Regions from separate parts of the Gossypium arboreum genome. Here region 1 is linked to region 2. Evidence: chromatin contacts called from public Hi-C data. All regions are on one chromosome and are shown on one strand. The core of a region is the stretch at or near the end of the contact, and the rest is flanking DNA. Distances in the headings are between cores, read along the strand shown. Region 1 holds the start of LOC108470269 (RING-H2 finger protein ATL13). Region 2 holds the start of LOC108469689 (E3 ubiquitin-protein ligase XBAT32).

What was found. A called contact is a pair of places that touch in the nucleus more often than the background predicts.
Region 1: a contact with region 2 is called in a Hi-C map of leaf, with 4 times the contacts expected there. The contact joins the promoter of LOC108470269 here to the promoter of LOC108469689 in region 2. A contact is called at or near these places in 2 of 5 Hi-C or Micro-C datasets (both in leaf).

Annotation. Positions count from the first base shown.
Region 1 is chr8:101,222,651-101,226,019 of ASM2569848v2, forward strand. LOC108470269 (RING-H2 finger protein ATL13) reads left to right here and starts at 1,484. Exons shown (of 1, transcript XM_017771566.2): 1 at 1,484-3,369. The coding sequence starts at 2,502.
Region 2 is chr8:101,006,869-101,010,000 of ASM2569848v2, forward strand. LOC108469689 (E3 ubiquitin-protein ligase XBAT32) reads right to left here and starts at 1,253. Exons shown (of 10, transcript XM_053031831.1): 1 at 136-1,253; 2 at 1-48. The coding sequence starts at 330.

The DNA.
Region 1 (3,369 bases), core at 234-2,733, 220 kb after region 2:
ATCGCTCTGGGACCATTGATTAAAATATTAACCTTGGAAACTTGGGGGGTTTAATGGTTTCCTTATTTTTCATCTTTCTCAATGTTGCTGTCACTCTTTGTCTGATTTTGAAATTCATGAAGCTGCTTAGTCGAGGATGGGATGCTCAACATGTTTGATGGCATATTATTATATATGCTTCAAGCAAAAAAGTGACAAATATTCGTGTTTTTATGACCAAGAGAGCGAGCTCACTTTTCAACCAACCATATTTCTTTGGCTGCTTCCATCTTCCATCACCAAGTACTTGTTTTAATCGAAACCAAATTGAACAGATTTTGATGCCTTGAGTGATCGGTGTCGGCATTATTAATTGTAAAAATTTGAAAACTGGAAACTTTATAGTGTCTGATATTCAGTCAGGTACAAGGCGAAGACAAAAGGCGTTGGCTTCCTAAAATGGTAAAATTGTTTTTTTAATCCCTTCAAAATTTTGAAATTATATGTTAATATTGGTAAATTTTCAGTCTAATCCTATTGAAAATTCTTAAATAATATGTTAATAAAATAATAAAATTATAGTTTAACTCCCTTAAAAATATAATTTAGTCTTTACCCCAAAAATAAATTTTTAGCTTTGTCTTTGAGTTAGTATAATCAATCACTAATTGGGGTTAGTCCAATTTTTGGGGCAAAACTTTTTTTGATACATCATTATCTAATTCTAAACTAGTAAATTGTTTTGATGTTAGAGTCTAATTTTTATTTTGTCCAACTTTCTTTGAAAATATTTACGAAGAATCTTAATAAAGTTTAAGTTTTAATGTGAGAATCATTGTCAAGTTTAGAGATTAACTTAGATAAAAAAAATTAATATTCCAATAAGAAAATGATTGTCAAATTCAAACAATAACTTGAAAAAAAAAAAGTTAAGTTACAATGTAATAACATTTTGTTACGTTCATACCTCAAGCTCTATATTTAGAAAGTGATTATAGTTTGAAAATAGGATATTATATAAATAATAGGGTTTGAATTTCAAAAAAAAAAATCAGTTTTTTCTAAAAATAATTATATGAACCCTTTCAAATTTCGGATATTTTAGGAGTTGGGACAGTCCCCTGCCCAATATAGCTCTTGTGAGGTGAGGCCTGAGAGAGCAGTTGTTTAGTGGGTGAAGTAAAACGTGGATAAGGAAAGTAGATGGAACATTGAGGTGTAAATATTGTTAAATTAATTACTATACTTATTAACTAGTTTATTTGTATTCCTTTTCCTCTACATTTTCCCTTTTCAAGTACTACGAAATGCAGAAGATGATTGCATAACAGTGAAAGGCAACAAAAGTGGAGACTTTCTTTCTCCCAAAATGGGTGTCGGTGTTTCACTTTTTGGACTGCACCTAAAAGCAAGTACCAGAATCCATGAGAAAAGGTTAGGGAAAATTTGGAAGTCCACAACATGACCTTGTTTTTCTTTTTTCCCAGTAAATCAGTATAATATGCTTGCCCTTCCCCTGTTTCCAAATGCCTCTCTCTTCGGTAAGACTTTGGAAACTTCACTTGTCTTGTCTTTTGCTTTTTGTCTTTACCAGAAGAGAGGAGAGGGGTGCTGTGAATCAGGTAGCATTTGGCCCCTCCCAATTAATAAATAAATGAATAAATAAATCAGGTACCAAACTATCCGATTCGAAGCGGTGGAATAGAAGGCACTGTCAAAGAATGGGACCAGAAAGATAGAAACAATCCTCCGCTCTACTAAAATAATGCTACAAGATAATCCAATTTCTAAACCCACCATCCTAAGCCAAACGGAAATACGCAAATTAATTATTGTTTTGTTCTTAAACATATTTTGCTAACCAATGCTTTTTAAAATGATTATTATAATTTCTCTTTAAAATATTTTGGGGACACTGGTTAGTATTTGCTTTTTATTTTTGGAAAAGCTTTTAAGGAATTAAAGGGGCATGCATAGCATGGGGTTTGATGCATCAAAGGGTTCCCATTTAAGTCAACCCTGAAGAAGAGCCTTGTAATTGATGAAATCGTGAATAAAAAGTCGCCTTATTAAGAGTATTTAAGCAGATGCAATGTGAATTTTTTTATTTTCATTATCCAGCAAGGAAGTGATTGACTCTGCAGAATTTACGCAATGAGATCTCATCTCATTTATTTTTCTGCAGCGTTGTGTTGGGTAGATTTATTATTGGTTCCTCTTTTTTGAAATTCACCTTCTGGCAGTGACACAAATTTATATCTACCCTTTCCTTTAATATCATATTCAAGTCTTCTCCCTCTCTCTCTCTCTCTCTCTCTCTCGTAGCGAAGCGGCTCTTTCTTTTGACTTCTAGCTTATAATGAAGTAAATTGGAGCCAATGTTACCCAAATCCCACAAACTCCCATGATACTACGGTGGGGATGATATTTTTGGTACTCCCAGGTGGATCCATGGTAGCATATGATTCAAGTCTAAAGTTTCAGTCTTTGTAAGTTGTGTCCATCTATCTCCAGAAACAACAATGGAGTGGATTTTCCATGAAATAGAGAAAAGGAGCTTGCTTTCTCCATCAGAGCAGCCATATTACCTCCCTCAATCACCAATACCGTTACTTCCTCCACCACAAAATTTGCAGTCTGATAGCTTCAATTTGAACAACAAGGTTAGTCCAAGTATATTACTCATCATTATAATCCTAGCTATCATTTTCTTTGTTTCTGGTTTGCTTCACCTTTTAGTTAGATTTCTTATGAGACCTCCCAATAGAGAGCCTGAAGATATAGACAATGTGACTGCTCTTCAAGGGCAGTTGCAACAACTATTCCATCTCCATGATGCTGGTGTCGACCAATCTTTTATAGATACTCTCCCTGTATTCCACTACAAAGCCATCATAGGAGTAAAAAACCCATTTGATTGTGCTGTTTGCTTGTGTGAATTCGAGCCTGAAGACAAGCTTAGATTGCTACCAAAATGCAGCCATGCCTTCCACATGGAGTGTATTGACACTTGGCTTTTGTCTCATTCCACATGCCCTCTCTGTAGAGCTAGCTTACTCCCTGATTTCTCTCCAAATGATAGCTGCTCCCCCATTGTTCTTGTTCTTGAATCTGGGAGTGAGAGCTCAAGAGAGATTGTAACCGATAGAGAAGGAGTTGTGGGCAGAAGCAGTTCACTTGTGAGATCAAGTTCCCACCTAGGCCTTTCTGGAGACACTGAATTGGGGTCATCCCAGCGTAAATCATGTGAAATCCTGGAAAAAGATGAAGTCAAGCCAACAGTAGTGCAGTCTGGGGAAAAAGTTGTGCCTGTTAGGCTGGGAAAGTTTAGGAACGTTGATGGCGGTGAAGGTAGCAGTAACAATAACGTGGATGATAGAAGGTGTTTCT
Region 2 (3,132 bases), core at 3-2,502:
GTTCCTGAGGTTAATATCTACTCCAGACTCAAGCAAGAGCGAAACTATCTGATATAAAAATGAAGAGAAAAAAAATCAGCGTTACGGTTAATTTGGAAGAAACGTTTCCAGGCAGAAATTTAAGGTATTGAATACCTCATGGTGACCCTGAGCAGCAGAGTAATGGAGAGGCGAATTGCGAGCTCCAAAAGTTGAATACCTTGCAAGTCTTGGATTGTATTCCAATAAAGCCTTGGCTTCTTGAAGATCTCCATCTCTTGCTGCGGAAACTAGGCGTTCCCCAGATGCAGAACATCCAAAGGAGTTCCCCACAAAGCTTAGAAATCTCATTGATGAGCTTCTCTGTCTGTTCTAAATGCCTAAAAAACGGTGCACCACAAAACCTCCCCTAAATCATAATCCTCAAACCACCCAAAACTTGTGAAATAAACCAAACCAATAACAATGAAGCCTTCCAAAATACATCTAAGAGAAGTTCTAACAGTCAATGTTTCACTTCCTTAAATGGATTGCCACCTTTTTAATTTTGACATCAGAAGAAGAACCTGGCCTGCAATTACTTTAAAAAAGAAAAAAAAAATCAGGATGTGACTGTTTTATGGATTAATAAATTGTCTCGTGCTTTTCAAGATGGAACCAAACAAACAAAAAATTATAAATTCTTCTGAAAAGAAATAAAGAGTCCTATCTTTCAAAGTCAAATCCCCATCAAATAAACATCTACAATCTCTAGAGTCTCCATTGCGGTCAGATTCCCACTAACAAATACCCAGCTTCAAAATTATCAGGATGACTCAAAATCTGCAAAACCCAATTCCAGATACTCCTAAAAGAATCGGAATATAAAAGACCCCGATCAAAATAGCATCCCCCCCCCCCCCCTCTCTCTCTTCTTTAACAATTGATCAAAGTTGAAGCCTTTTAGAAAATGACTTGACCAAATGGAAGACACGTTTGTACTTAAATGTGGAATAATGGGATGCGGATATACTGTAACCGAAATTGAAATTTGCTACAAATAAGAGAAAGAAAGATCTAAACGGGAGATAAAAATGGGAAATGTTTTTATGAAGACAGCAACCTTTTACTGCAACCTCAACCACTAAATTGACCCGTAAGAACACTTAAAAATAATAAATAAATAAAAGCGTGTCCCTATGATTGGCTATTATTGGCCAATTGGCAGTCAACGTTGCTAGTAAGTTCAGGGGTTTTTCTCATTTCTCGGTGAAATGAAAGTTTATTTCATTGTCAATTATAACTTACAACAAGGTACTAATAAAAGTCAGCTCATCTAGTTGCCAAATCCATTGGTTTTTGTTAACTTTTGGGGGTGTTCAAGATATGAAAATTATATAAAACCTCTTTCGAAACAAAATAGCTAGCGAAAGACATATGACTGAATGACTCGCAGTGAAATTGATCCAACTATTAACGTTATGGGGGACCATGTAAGAGTTGAGTTGGATTTGTGGTTGAAGATACTTCATGCGTTTGAGGCCTGAAGCAATGGCGGTGCCTTCAATTGGACTCCATTTGGATTTTAGAAATTTTAGATTAGTGGTTTCTAACAATGTGGATAGAAAGAATTGTACGGCCGAAGTTTCATTGTAAGTTACACAACCCTGCGGACAATGGCACGCCGCAGTTGTATAACATCATACATGGGATGGGACCGGGGCAGATCTCATCATGGGTCAAGCCACTTTGTCCGACTCGAAGGCTCGTCCATAACAAAATTATAGGCTTGGACAAAAAAATAAAGTTCGTTTAAAAAATAGATCGAGCCTCGGATAAGGCATTATTCACTAAAGGACAAAAAAATTTACTCTTTTTTTTTGTTTTTGAATGTTATTTTCTTGTTATTTTCTCTCTATTTTGCTACCATTTTATTATTATGTTGTTATTGTTTAGATATTGTATAAAATTTATTTTATTTTTAATTACATTATTATTTTAGAGGTATTTGTTTGTTAAGTTACATGTATCTTAGTGTTATTTAAGTTTACATATTTTTTAAACTTATTTTCAATTTATTGAGAAATATTTATTTTGATATTTTTAGTATTTTTGATGTATTATATATATTTAAAATTATATAAAATAATATAAAAATTTAATACAAAGTGGTCTGGTCTGGGCTCGGGTTTTAGCATTTTTATCTGGTCGAGCTTAGGTAAAATTTTAGGCCCATTTTTCGGGTTGGGCCAGGCTCGGGCCTAGTAAATGGGCATGAATTTTTAATTGAGCTCGACCCGAAAGCGCCTAATTTCATTTGGGTACCAATTTTTCTTAAGATTATGATTCGATAAAAGTGATAACTTTTAAATTTTAAAGTTTGATATATAAAAATTTATTTTCTTTAGAATCTAATTTTTATTTAAAAAATATTATAAACAAAATTAACCTTATTTATTTTTATTAGAGTTGTGTTATCCAAATTCTTATTAAATAAACTAAGAGATTGCTTCCAAGTCAAATTAAACAAAAATATATTTTTCTAGAAGATTTAGTATTTATTAGTATAATATATTTAGCATTTATTAGCAATTTATTTAACCTACGAATTTAGCCTATAAATAGACTCTTTTACAACATTAGAAAACACACACATTAAAGATTAGAACTCATAACAGTTTTAGAGAATTTTGGATTTACGTTTTAAGGGTTTTTTATTTTCGAGTTTCGGGATTTAGCTTTTATCTTCATCTTTTGTAATTTTCATTCTTTTACATTATAGTAAAATTATATTTACCCGTGATTTTTTATCCTCTTTGGAGGGGTTTTTTCACGTTAAATATGTGTTCAATTTCTTAATTTCTTTTGCTATTTTTTTCTTATTCATTACTTAATCGGGTTGATCCCCAACAAATGGTATCAGAACTAAATCAATTTTCATAGATCAGCCCGTTTAGAGATGGCAGCAGCAGGGTTTGACATTGAGAAGTTCGATGATATCATAAATTTCAATCTGTGTCAAGTTTGGATGATGACAATTCTAGTTCAGATCAGCCTGAAAAAGGTCGTTACAGAGAAAAAATCTGAGAATCTAGATCAGACAGAATGGGAAAAGCTTGATGAAAAGACCTTGTCTACAATCCAGTTGTGCCTCGCGAATAGGGTATTGTAGGA